3 separate regions of the Capra hircus genome follow, and all the other regions are linked to region 2. A link is a contact called in public Hi-C data. All regions are on one chromosome and are shown on one strand. The core of a region is the stretch at or near the end of the contact, and the rest is flanking DNA. Distances in the headings are between cores, read along the strand shown. Region 1 has its middle 55 kb from the start of HS1BP3. Region 2 holds the start of RHOB (ras homolog family member B). Region 3 overlaps HS1BP3 (HCLS1-binding protein 3).

Region 1 (4,094 bases), core at 79-2,578, 130 kb before region 2:
ATGAGTGAAATCTGTGCTGTCATCCGCCTGTCTGTGCTTCATGTCACTGTTAGATGTTTGGGTTTCTTTCTGGTTTTTCTCCTCTTCCTCTGGTTCTGGGAGCGGGGTGATTTTGAGGCTGAGGCTGGAACCATTCTCTTCAGTGTACTGGGCTCTCTGTGACTTGAAAGCTTGATGCATCTCCTGGTAGGACCATTGCGACTGGTAATAATGGTGCTTTGTGGCTTAATGAGAACAGGGCTCTATTAATCCCTCTTTGTCTGACCTCAGCCAACCTCGCTCTCAGTAGAAGCTGGATTCTTGGGCCCTTGGGACCCTATTGAGCTGTTGTCATAGTGATCAGTGCTAGGGGGCAGGGTCACTGGGCCAATGTCCCTAACCAGACCATCTCTGTCTTAATGACACACATAGGTCACGGCTGTTCAATCCCAAACCCAGAGAGAGACACAATGAACCCCGCTGCAATGCCAGCGTTTGGCCTGACTGTCCCGAGGCCTGGGGACTCTGAAGGCTTTCAGGGGCCTGGCAGAGCTCCCCCCGCACCCCAGGAGGGCAGCTCAGCTGGTCTGCCCACAGAGCCAGGGCTGCTCTGCTGTCACCCACAGACCTGGGTGGGTGGCACCCACTCCCAAACAAAGGCCCAAGCCTCTGCTTCTGAAGGGAATCCTCACAGTGCAGAGAAGGCCCCGCATAACCCAACCAGACAGTGAAGCTTCTCGTTACCTGATGTCAGGGCCAATGACTCTCAGAGACTATTGGGTCCACCTCCCCTTGGTACAGATGGGGAAACTGAAGCCCAAGGACCAGATCTGATGCCAAACTATTCAGCAAGTCTGGAGCACTGTCTCAACCAGGCAGTGCCCACCTCTAGCTCTGAAAAGGAACCCTGGAATCCCTTCTTAGACAATTAATATTTTTATAGTACGTTTTTAAGGTCTGATCTTTTTTTTTTTAAGTTTCTTTTTATTATTACCGAAGTAGTTGGGTACGAATACATACCCAATGTATTCATTCTTACCCATGAATACATTTTTCTTGAGAAAATAAAAAATAAAATGGGGCATTGCAGAGGAGGCACAAAGCCTCATTTGGTCTCTTGCCTCCAGCCCCAGTTCTACCCCCTGAGACAGAGTCCTGGGTTAGTAGGCATCCAAATCTGATTTTAAATTACCCAAATCTCATTTACTTGACTTGGGTGGCCAGGACAGCTGGGGTGATCCAGACCCATGTCCCCAACTGGGCAAGAATCCAGGTGGCTCGCAGTGGTTGGCAGGACTGCCCACACAGGATGCACTTCCTTGGCCCCAGGGCAGCAGCGAGTGTGCCACGTGCTGGCACCGTGGTGTCCTCACTCGGCCCTGGGCTGTGACAGCTCCTCCATCTTCTTGCCCTGCTTCCTGCTTCGGAATCCCGACAGCCTCTGCTACTGGCCTGGACTGGATGCCAGAAGTCTAAGCTGAAAAATAGAAAGTTTTCCACCAGCATTTAGCAATCTCGCCAGCAGGCTGCTCATCCCAGGGGACAGAGCTCAGACTTTGGGTTCCTGTGTCTGTCTCAGATTTCCACCCTCTACCCTTTCCCGTCAATCCCCACCCCCCACCCAACCTCCCCAGCATCAGTCCCCTCCCTCCCAGGCGTTCAGGACCTCCTGCCAGGGAGAAGCTCAGCTGACCCTCTCAGTGCCCCCTGGATAAGGAAGAAGTTTAAAAGAAGAATTTAAATTGCACAGAGATATATTCAAAGAAGTTGGGGACATCCCCAGTGACTCAGCGGTGAAGAATCCGCCAGCAATGCAGGAGATGAGGGTTCAGTCCCTGTGTCAGGACGATCCCATGGAGGAGGAAATGGCAACCAACTCCAGTATTCTTGCCTGGAGAATCCCATGGACAGAGGAGACTGGTGGGCTACAGTCCATGGGGTCTCAAAGAGTCAGACATGACTGAAGCCACTTGGCACGAACTCACATACTCAAAAAGTTAGACTCATATGAGAGAAATTGCAACACTGAAGACAAGTTCAGGGTGGAAGGAGGCCTTCCTGGCATACCTACCTCACACCAAGTGGGGGGACCTTGGAGGTCCCCATTTTTGTCTCCTTAACCATCTGGGGCTGAGCCTTGCTCCAGGCATCGAGGCAATGAGGCAGCTGATAAGGAGGGTGCCAGTACCTCTAGCCACACGTGGAGAAGATAATAAGAATGAAAACAACACAAAGTTTACCGGATGGAAAACAGAAAGCCTCTCTCTTCCCTTGAATTCTCTCAGTCCAAGTCTTGAGAACCTACCACGGTGCTTACTGTTTAGATTTCTAAATGCGTGAGTGCATGCCAAGTCACTTCAGTTGTGTCCGACTCTTTGCAACCCCATGAGCAGTAACCCACCAGGCTCCTCTGTCCATGGGATTCTCCAGGCAAGAATACTGGAGTGGGGTGCCGTTTCCTTTTCCAGGGGATCTTCGCGACTCAGGGCTCAAAACCATGTCTCATAGAATCAAATCCAGTAGTTTTCAGGAATTTTTAAAATAAATTAAAAAAAATATTTCTTTATCTGCCTGTGTCAGGTCTTAGTTGCAAGGACCAGACTTAGTTGCTCAGCTGCATGTGCGACCTTAGCTCCTCAACCAGAGATTGAATCCTCATCCCCTGCATTGCAAGGTGGATTCTTAACCCCTGGACCATTAGGGAGGTCCTCAGGAATTTTTTTTTTTTAATCAATGAAAATCTTTATTTTTTTTTTCTCAAGCGAAAAAATCTTGCCCATAAAAAAAATCAGTCAGAGAAGTTTCCTCCAGGCAAAGTATTTTGCCTGGCAAAAGTGCTCTCATGTCTGGGGGGATCCCTAATGTTCCCATAGTCCAGTTTTGATTACTACTCATCAGAATCAACTTCCTCCTCTTGCAGCTGAGAAAATGGAGAAAAGACACTCAGGGCCTCGCTGGAGCTCCCAGCAAATCAGCGGCAGATCCAGCACTCAAAACACCAGCACAAGACCTTCCTCAGCCTGAAGGAAGGAAAGTAACGTGGACAAAATCCGAGCTTAGGAGGACCCTTCACTAGTCCAAGGGTGCTGGAGAAGGGCTGGGGGAGGAGGGGTAGGGAGAGATGACGTTGCTGTGGTTACCCTGGCCCAGGAAGTGACCCTTTGCTCCAGACTCCTGGAACCGATGCTTATTTCCTGCTGGACTGGGGAAAATGGCCAGGGATAAGGCCGAGGGCCTCGTGCTGCCTGTGGCCTGTGAATCCCATGTTTCTAGGCCACACCATGAACATGGGGGGAGACCAGGGGCCCTGGGATGGTTGACGAGGCACCTCTGAGGGTCATGTTCTCGAAGCTCTTCTGGGCTTCCCCCTTCAGGTGGGATTAGCAGTGATGCAGGCTCAGCCACTTTCTATGGCTATGAGGGGTGCCCTTAGCTGGACCCCAGACACACGCAAGTGGCCCAAATCCCACCCAGGCTCCATCCAGTTTGCTGAGGTTCCTGGTGGCTGCCTCTGGTCTACAATAAACAGTCGCCAGAGGGGTACCTTGAGGGCCTAGGCAGGGAGCACAGTGATGAAAGGACACAATGGAGGGGAGAAAGAGGAAGACCAGACCACTTTGCCTGTGTGTGGGCCGCAGGGAGGAGGGAGATCGAGGCAAGCTTCTCAGAGGAGCGGAGGCCCTGAAGGATGACTAGGAGTTTTCCAGGAGGAGAAAGAGAGGGAAGAGGGGAAGGAGAGGAGAGAGACTGGGCATTCCAAGATGACAAAGCAGAGAGTTTCAAAACATATGAGGGCCAGGACAGGAACAGGGAGAATCCACTATGGCCAGAGGGGGGGGTTCGAGGGGTGTTGCAGGATGGAGAGGAAAGTCAAGAACTGTGGACGTTTAGGTCTCATCAAACCCCTGGAGCCCTGGGTTTGGTGGGAGTGCTTTGGGGCCCTGACGCAGTGGATAGGGAAGACCTGGGTCACTTCCTCTTCTACTTTTCACTGTGGACCTCCACACAGGAAAAGCTCTGAACTGAGATCCCAGTGATTAAAAACACAACCCCAGGTATCAGTTGCAAGCCATGCTAGAAGCTCCTGTCAATTAGTCCAGGGCTCTGCCTCCTGG
Region 2 (3,730 bases), core at 1,121-3,620:
CACAGGCTACAAAATAGACTTAGACACAGTGTATAAGCCATTCAGACAGTTCACATTAGGTCAAAGGTGGCACTGGGAGCCTGGGTAACCTCTGGCCCTGGGGCAGGAGCAACCTGGTCATCCTTGGCCACCCAATCCCCTCACATCCTCAGAGATTTCATCCCCATTTCCTACAAACACTTGGAGGGAAATAGAGTCAGTGGAGCCTCACCTAGCCGATTTCTCCCCTTGCCCTCAAATTCACAAGATTTTTACACATCATTAAACCACAGGAGCCATTTTATAAATGTCATCATCATAGTTTTTTAATATTTTACATAAAAAACTGTATACACAGCTTATAGAACTTTTATGTAAACATCATAAGCTCACCACTTTGTCATTTGTCAGTTTATTTAAAAAATAAAAAAACAAGACAATTTAGTAGAAGTACCACTGGATGGGGAAGGGAGGGGGAGAAAAGAGACACAAGAGGGAGGTTTATTCTCTGTACAGAGATGCAGAGAAAATTTCACACAGCTTTAGAGACTGCCTTGAGGGAAAAAAAAAACCAACAACAAAAGGTTTTAGATAGGCCCTAATACTGGTTACTGCCCTTTATCAAAAGAGTGCGCATACGTGCACAAATAAAATCGCAAAATAGAACAGTGTTGCCACTTTTTTCAAAAGAAAAAAATTAGTGGTTTCTTTTTCTTCTCCTTGTTTTTTAAAAGTCATCATCATTTTTAAAAAAAACATCAGAAGTAGATGAGGTTACAGCATACAAGTGTGGTCAGAATGCTACTGTCTTATGCAAATGGCAAGTGCATTAAATGTCAAACAATGAAACAATTGTGCAAAGAATTCGTTCCAAAAAGAAGAAAAAAAACAAGTTTAAGCCTTTAAATAAATCAAATAACATCAGTTTCTCGGACTGAACAATTTTCACTTGCAGGACAGGCACAAAGTTCGCTTATGGCAAAAACAACCTGCAGCACACTTCACCCCTCCTTCTCAATGGCTAGTGAGGGGTTCGCCGGGGGGGTGGGGGGTGGGGGGGCTGGCTGGCAGGAGACAGGAGTCTGGAAGCTGTGTCCTCTCAGGCCCCAAGTCAGCTGCAAATGTCTTCCCCAGGGGTAGGAAACATGGCCAAGTCTTGTTCGTGCTGGGATGACGCCTCACTCAGACCCGGCTGGAGCTGTTCTAGCGCCCTGTCACTCCACCCACCACCACCATTAAATAACACCATCCTACCTCCGAAAATAAAATTATATCTATATTTATATAACACCCCATCCTCCCCAGCCCTCCCCTCCCGCAGGTCCCGAGGTCTATGTTACAGACAGGGCATAGCAGGCGCTCACTGGTTACAGACGCACATCCGATGGGGCGCGGCCGCACCCCGGCGCCAAGCTCATGTCCGGGGAGCAGGGGCTGGCGTGGGGTGAAAACTCGGCAGCGGGGAGTCGAACATACACACAGCCACACACCCTGAAGAGGCTTGGCTCTTCAGAAAATGGTGTTCAGGGGACCCTTGGCACTCAGTGGGGTGGCCAAGCCTGTGCCACAGCCGGACGCACAGACACTTGGAAAGGGGGCGCCGGGTGCCTACCACGCGGCCGATTCTCGGGTGCCAGAGCCTGAGTCTCCAGGCCACGGCTGCCGGGGCTGAAAGCAGACGCCAGGCAGTCCGGTGGGGGTCTTTGGGGGGGGGCAAGGTTCTCCCCTTCTCCGGGCTCGTGGGGGACGGGCCCGGGATGGGGAGCTGCGCTGGCAGGGGCAGGCGGGTCGGGCGCGGCCCTCATAGCACCTTGCAGCAGTTGATGCAGCCGTTCTGGGAGCCGTAGCGCTTCTGCAGCGCGGCGCGCGTGGCCGTCTCGAAGACCTCTCGGACGCCCTCCTTGGTCTTGGCCGAGCATTCGAGGTAGTCGTAGGCTTGGATGCGCACGGCCATAGCGCGGCCGTCATCCGTGCGCACCGGTTCCTGCTTCATGCGGGCCAGCTCTGTGCGGACGTGCTCATCGCTGCGCAGGTCTTTCTTGTTGGCCACGAGGATGATGGGCACGTTGGGGCAGAAGTGCTTCACCTCGGGCACCCACTTCTCGGGGATGTTCTCCAGCGAATCCGGGCTGTCCACCGAAAAGCACATGAGGATCACGTCGGTGTCCGGGTAGGAGAGCGGCCGCAGGCGGTCGTAGTCCTCCTGCCCCGCAGTGTCCCACAGCGCCAGCTCCACCTGCTTGCCGTCCACCTCGATGTCGGCCACATAGTTCTCGAAGACTGTGGGCACGTACACCTCGGGGAACTCATCCTTACTGAACACAATCAGCAGGCACGTCTTGCCGCACGCGCCGTCGCCCACCACCACCAGCTTCTTGCGGATGGCCGCCATAAGCGGGCCGGGCCCGGGCAGCAGGAGGGGCCCCGCGAACGCCTCGCTGCCGTCCCGCTCGCCGCTCACTGCTCACCTCGGGCTGCGCGCTGGGGACAAGGGTCGCTAGCTGCACCCAGGTCCCGGGATGGCGCGCGTTCCCTCGTAGTGCTCCGGCTGCCGCGGCGGGGGCGGTGGGGGACTCGGGGGCATAGGGCGCACGGTGCGTCTCCGCGCTGCTCCCGAGCGGCGGCCGCTCTCCTCGCCCCTGGTCTCGGGTCGGCGCCTTTGTGAGCAAACGGTGGCCAGAGCAAGCGGACGCGGCCTAGCTCCCTCCTGGATCTCCCTAGGCCTAGGCGAAAACACAAGAGAGAACACGAACTCAGCCCGACTGCGGCGGCAGATGCAGGCTGCGGCCCTAGCGCCCGCTATTTAAAGAGTTCGGCGACTTTCTTAATATAGCCGTCCAATGGGAAGCAAGCCGACTGAGCTCATCGCTGCGGAGCTTGGCTTTGATTGGCCGTCCCCTGCAGCCCACGGGCGGGGCCGGGCGGGCTTGATTGACTGCCCAGGCCGCGGGGCTGGGAGAGGCGGCGACTGGGGAGTTTGCCGCCGCGGCGGGAGCTGCGGGTGTCTGGCTGCGTCAAGGTTCGCTCTTTCTGCGCGCGGGACCGAAGGGCTGGAGACGGCTGCCCGGAGCAGCCCGCGGGGCCTGGGCGAGCGGTTCCGAGACAGGAGGCACTTTGTGGGCGCGTGAATGAGTCTCTCCCACTCGTATTGCCTTGCTTGCTTCGCAAACTCCCAGCGGGTGGTCGGACCTGTAGGGTAGGGAGCGGCTCCTTTAACGTGGTTTTCTTTTTAAATGCACAGACACGCAGACACACACGCACACAGGCTTATTTCCAATCAAGGTTGTGGTTTGTTGTTGTTTTTTCTTTTTCTTTTTTCTTTTAGAAGCAGCCCCTCCCCTTGTCGAGCCTGCCACCATCCTTCCACGAGGGTTCTCTCTCCCTGGGCCGTGTTTGGATCTGCTAGAGGGTGCCTTATGGGTGGGCCTGGTTCCGGTTTCCGGCTTTAACAAGCCAGTCTCTTTACCCCTTTCTCGGGCTCCCAGCCTAAGGTCTCCAGGTGAAGGTTCAGGGAAAGAGGGTCAGTGAAAAGGGAAGGTCGAGGCTGATTGCAGAACTTCAGGTACACTCAGGAAGTAACCAGACAGAAAAGGGCAGCCTCAGTCCTGGCTTGCAGGATTAATTTGGATCCTGGTTTATCTGAAGTAAGTAGTGCAATAAAATCCAACCACCCCACACCCCATTAGGCAAGAATAGGCTGAAGCCCGGATGGGTGGGCTGAGAAACTTGCAGGCTAGAACAGGACAAATTA
Region 3 (4,201 bases), core at 1,011-3,510, 170 kb before region 2:
TGCACACGCACGTGCACTGGGGAAGAAGAGACAGCTAGCTGTGGTCTTGAAGGCCCCTTGTCCTGATTCTGGCACTCTAATGTTCCATCTCCTTTCCTGGCCCTCTGACTTCCTTCAGCTAGTCAGTGAGCTGCCGGTGAGTCCCCATGGTGAGCCCCCTGAGGTGGGGGAGGGGCTGCAGGCTAGATGAGACTAGAGAGCAAGACTTCAGCTTCCCAGGCCCCTCCAGCGGGCACCGGCTAAGGCGGTGGGCAGGACCTCCCAACCAGAAGGAGACGGGAGCCAGACAGACTCAGCACCATCACCGCCTCCCCCAGCACCCTCACTTCTTGGCTGAAATGAGCAAGAAGCAAGGTGGGAACTGTTGGTTTTGAGCACCTACTATGCACCAGGTGGTATACCGTGCCCTTTGTCTCCCGGATCTCACTGACAGCTCACCCCGCAAGCAGGCGTTGTCACGTCGCTTGACACATTAAAGAGATTGGCGTCTGCAGGGGCCGGATGCCTTGCCCGCGGTCAGGGGACTGGGGAACAGTGGTGCTGGGATGCAAATGGAGCTCGGAATCCTGTCCGAGACCTCGGAGCCAACTGCCTGGGCTGGAGTCCTGGCAGTTTATCCCTCTCCGCCAGTTTTCTGCAGCGGAAGCACAGGGTAGTGATGGCAACCGGTCTCTTGGGGCTCTCGTGTAGGGTAAGTGGCTTAGATGTCACGGCCCCGTCTTTCTGCCTCTCCGCCTCCACAGAGTTGGACTGCAGACCCAGGGTGACGTTGTCTCTGCCCGTCTGGCAAGTCCTGTTCCAGAAAGAAATTAGAGCCGAAGAGAGATGAGGCAGAGGCAAGTTCAACTTGAACAGCATGAAAAGTGCGGTCCAGAGAGCTCTGCCCACTGCCGGCAGGGCTTCCTCTCCTGTGTGACGGTGAGGGTGGGTGCATGGGGACATGTGGTCACAGGGTCACTGTGAGGCCAGCCTAGCGGGGCCAAGGAGCCAGACTTGAGAAAGATCCCAGGTGCTCAGGGAGATGGGAGACAAGAGCCGGAGGCCCTGCAGCTCCTTGGTGCCCAGGAGTCAGGCTCCTCCCAGCCCCATGCTGGCCTTGACCTGGGAGGAGGTCAGTGTCCCTGAGGGAACCATAGTGAGATCATGTTGGGAGAAGTTCATTATCAGCCTTGGGCAGCCCGAGGGCCGTGTTGGGCTGTATTTGTTTGAACTCATCCTGTCTGTTGTTCTGAGTAACTGCATATTATTCGCCCTCAGACTGAGATCGGCTTACGTGGTTTGTGCCAGCCTTTGGCTGAAGGATGTGCTTAGCAAAGCTGCTCCGTTTTTGGGTAGGAAAATGCTCTTTGGGGTTGGCAAGGGCTGCCTTTAATTTCCTGCTTTTACTTCAGTAGCAGATTGTCGGGCAAGGTACTGACTGTCACCCCCACTTCGGCCCCCCAGTGCCATCCCCAGCTCTGCACTCAGGGGCCTCCTTCCTGAATCCGAGGAGAGCTGAGCACCTGAAAGAAACCCCGGAGTCTTTTGACCTTCTGTCAGTCTTTTCTTAAGCAATGTGATAATAGTCAGTGCTATTGCCTCCATTGGGAATAATAACAACTAGCTCTTTTTTGGAGAATGTATTAAATGCCAGGAATTGATTAGCCTTTACATGGATAGATATTTTCTATTTTTTTTTAAAGGTCATGACTCACCACATTGCTTTCTGGATCCGTTGTGGATCTGGCTTGGGAAGTGGTGCCCTAGGAAGCTGGCCCTGGCATCAGGCCCATTCTGTGTATAAAGAGCCTGATGTTTGGGGTCTGGTGATTCATTCGCATTCATTCAGCCCCAAATGGCAGAGTTAGGACTTGATGCCACCTCCCTGCCTTGGCCCTCAATCCAGTCTTCCAGCAGAGCCCTAGGATTATACCCCCCTTTCACAGATGGGAACATAGAGGACAGAGCTGAGAGGGCGCTTGGCCAGAGCCTTAGGTGTGGCAGAGCCCTGCCTTGAAGTCAGGCCTCTCCTGGGACCCCCAGGTGGGCCTGTTAACCCTCTTGGTGCAGTGCGGCCCACCCCACCCTGCGGTGAGGAACACTCTGATCTTTGCAGGAGTGATATGCTCTGCGTGCTCATTTCTCCATCCTGTGCTCTCAGTTCCTCTGTGGATGCAGCATCTCTGCTTTCCCAGCCACCCGACCCTGAGCGCCCATCTGGGCCAGGCTCTGGCGCTCCGTTTCCAGGTGTCGGCCCTTCCTGCCATGGCCACTGTGGGGCGCTGTTACTCCACTGCAGGGCTGCTGGGAGGGTGCGCGCCATGGCACAAAGCCTGGTTTTCCTTTGTCTGTTAAACCTGGTTTTGATTAGGGAAAGAGGCATTACTAGACCATTAGAAAGTGCCTCAAGATAGAAAAAAAACCTTACCACCCAGCCACTCTCCTGTTTGCAGATTTTTTTTTGCATCCCTGTCCCAGGCTGATCCACATAACTGCAAACATAGCACACATGCCTTTTATACTCTGCTTTTTCACTTAATGTCCTCACCATCACTTTCCATGTGGAACACAGTTTTCATATTTAACTTTCTGTTTTAGGGATTTCACAGTTCTAAGAAAGGTGAAGTTCTCCCAGAATAGTTCTGCCTTTGGCTGGAAATACTCTGCTAGGAACATTTTTAACTGTAACTCAAATAATATGCAATTAGCATAGAAAAATTAAAAGCACATTTAAAAGCCCTTTTGTCAGGAAGGTATGTGCTCCTGGTTCAGTTCAGTTCAGTCGCTCAGTCATGTCCGTCTCTTTGCAACCCCATGAACCGCAGCATGCCAGGCCTCCCTGTCCATCACCAACTCCCGGAGTTTACCCAAACTCATGTCCATCGAGTTGGTGAAAACCAAACTCATGTCCATCGAGTTGGTGATGCCATCCAGCCATCTCATCCTCGGTCGTCCCCTTCTCTTCCGGCCCTCAATCTTTCCCAGCATCGGTCTTTTCAAATGAATCAGGTCTCCGTGTCAGGTGGCCAAAGTATTGGAGTTTCAGCTTCAGCATCAGTCCCTCTAATGAACACCCAGGACTGATCTCCTTTAGGATGGACTGATTGGACCTCCTTGCAGTCCAAGGGACTCTCAAGAGTCTTCTCCAACATCACAGTTCAAAAGCATCAATTCTTTGGTGCTCAGCTTTCTTTATAGTCCAACTCTCACATCCATACATGACTACTGGGAAAAAACATAGCCTTGACTAGACAGACCTTTGTTGGCAAAGTAATGTCTCTGCTTTTTAATATGCTGTCTAGGTTGGTCATAAATTTCCTTCCAAGGAGCAAGCATCTTTTAATTTCATGGCTGCAATCACCATCCGCAGTGATTTTGGAGCCCCCAAAAATAAAGTCAGCCACTGTTTCCACTGTTTCCCCATCTATTTGCCATGAAGTGTTTGTTTCTCTGCCACTCTTGCCTTTCCACACAAGCATCTTTAGTTGGCAGATTCCTACTAACATATAAAAGGTTTTCAGAATTTTCTATGAAAAGAATTCATTTTCAGTTCAGTTCAGTTCAGTCACTCAGTCGTGTCCGACTCTTTGCGACCCCATGAATTGCAGCTTGTCAGGTCTCCTTGTCATGGGTGGGATCGGCCCAGGGAGTCCCTCAAGTCCTACATGACATTGTCATGGGTGGGATCTCCCGTGCTGGCTCCTGGCAATCTCTGGTTCCTCTGCCTTTTCTAAACCCAGCTTGAACATCTGAAAGTTCACGGTTCACATATTGCTGAAGCCTGGCTTGGAGAATTTTGAGCATTACTTTACTAGTGTGTGAGATGAGTGTAATTGTGCAGCAGTTCGAGCATTCTTTGGCATTGCATTTCTTTGGGATTGGAATGAAAACTGACCTTTTCCAGTCCTGTGGCCACTGTTGAGTTTTCCAAATTTGCTGGCTTATTGAGTGCAACACTTGCGCAGCATCATCTTTCAGGATTTGAAACAGCTCCACTAGAATTCCATCACCTCCACTAGCTTTGTTCATAGTGATGCTTAAGGCCCACCTGACTTCACATTCCAGGATGTCTGGCTCTAGGTGAGTGATCACACCTTCGTGATTATCTTGGTCGTGAAGATCTTTTTTGTACTGTTCTTCTGTGTATTCTTGCCACCTCTTCTTAATATCTTCTGCTTCTGTTAGGTCCATACCATTTCTGTCCTTTATTGAGCCCATTCTT

The links. Hi-C and Micro-C count contacts between places; a contact is called where the count stands out from the background.
Region 1: a contact with region 2 is called in a Hi-C map of blood, with 2.0 times the contacts expected there. The contact joins the enhancer-like site here to the promoter of RHOB in region 2.
Region 3: a contact with region 2 is called in a Hi-C map of blood, with 3 times the contacts expected there. The contact joins the enhancer-like site here to the promoter of RHOB in region 2. A contact is called at or near these places in 2 of 5 Hi-C or Micro-C datasets (both in blood).

What each region holds. Positions count from the first base shown.
Region 1 is chr11:77,979,508-77,983,601 of ARS1.2, forward strand. No RefSeq gene overlaps it. Among named protein-coding and RNA genes, the nearest start is that of HS1BP3, 55 kb to the left of the region's middle. Within about 2 kb of position 1,329, at least 2 of the 5 cell types and tissues checked have an H3K27ac peak or open chromatin away from gene starts, as enhancers often do.
Region 2 is chr11:78,106,548-78,110,277 of ARS1.2, forward strand. It overlaps RHOB (ras homolog family member B), which reads right to left and starts at 2,371. Exons shown (of 1, transcript NM_001285685.1): 1 at 1,781-2,371. The coding sequence starts at 2,371. The coding sequence ends at 1,781. It overlaps LOC106502652 (a long non-coding RNA gene), which reads left to right and starts at 2,938. Exons shown (of 5, transcript XR_001296299.2): 1 at 2,938-2,998.
Region 3 is chr11:77,940,246-77,944,446 of ARS1.2, forward strand. The region is part of intron 4 of HS1BP3 (HCLS1-binding protein 3); the gene reads left to right. Among named protein-coding and RNA genes, the nearest start is that of HS1BP3, 16 kb to the left of the region's middle. Within about 2 kb of position 2,261, at least 3 of the 5 cell types and tissues checked have an H3K27ac peak or open chromatin away from gene starts, as enhancers often do.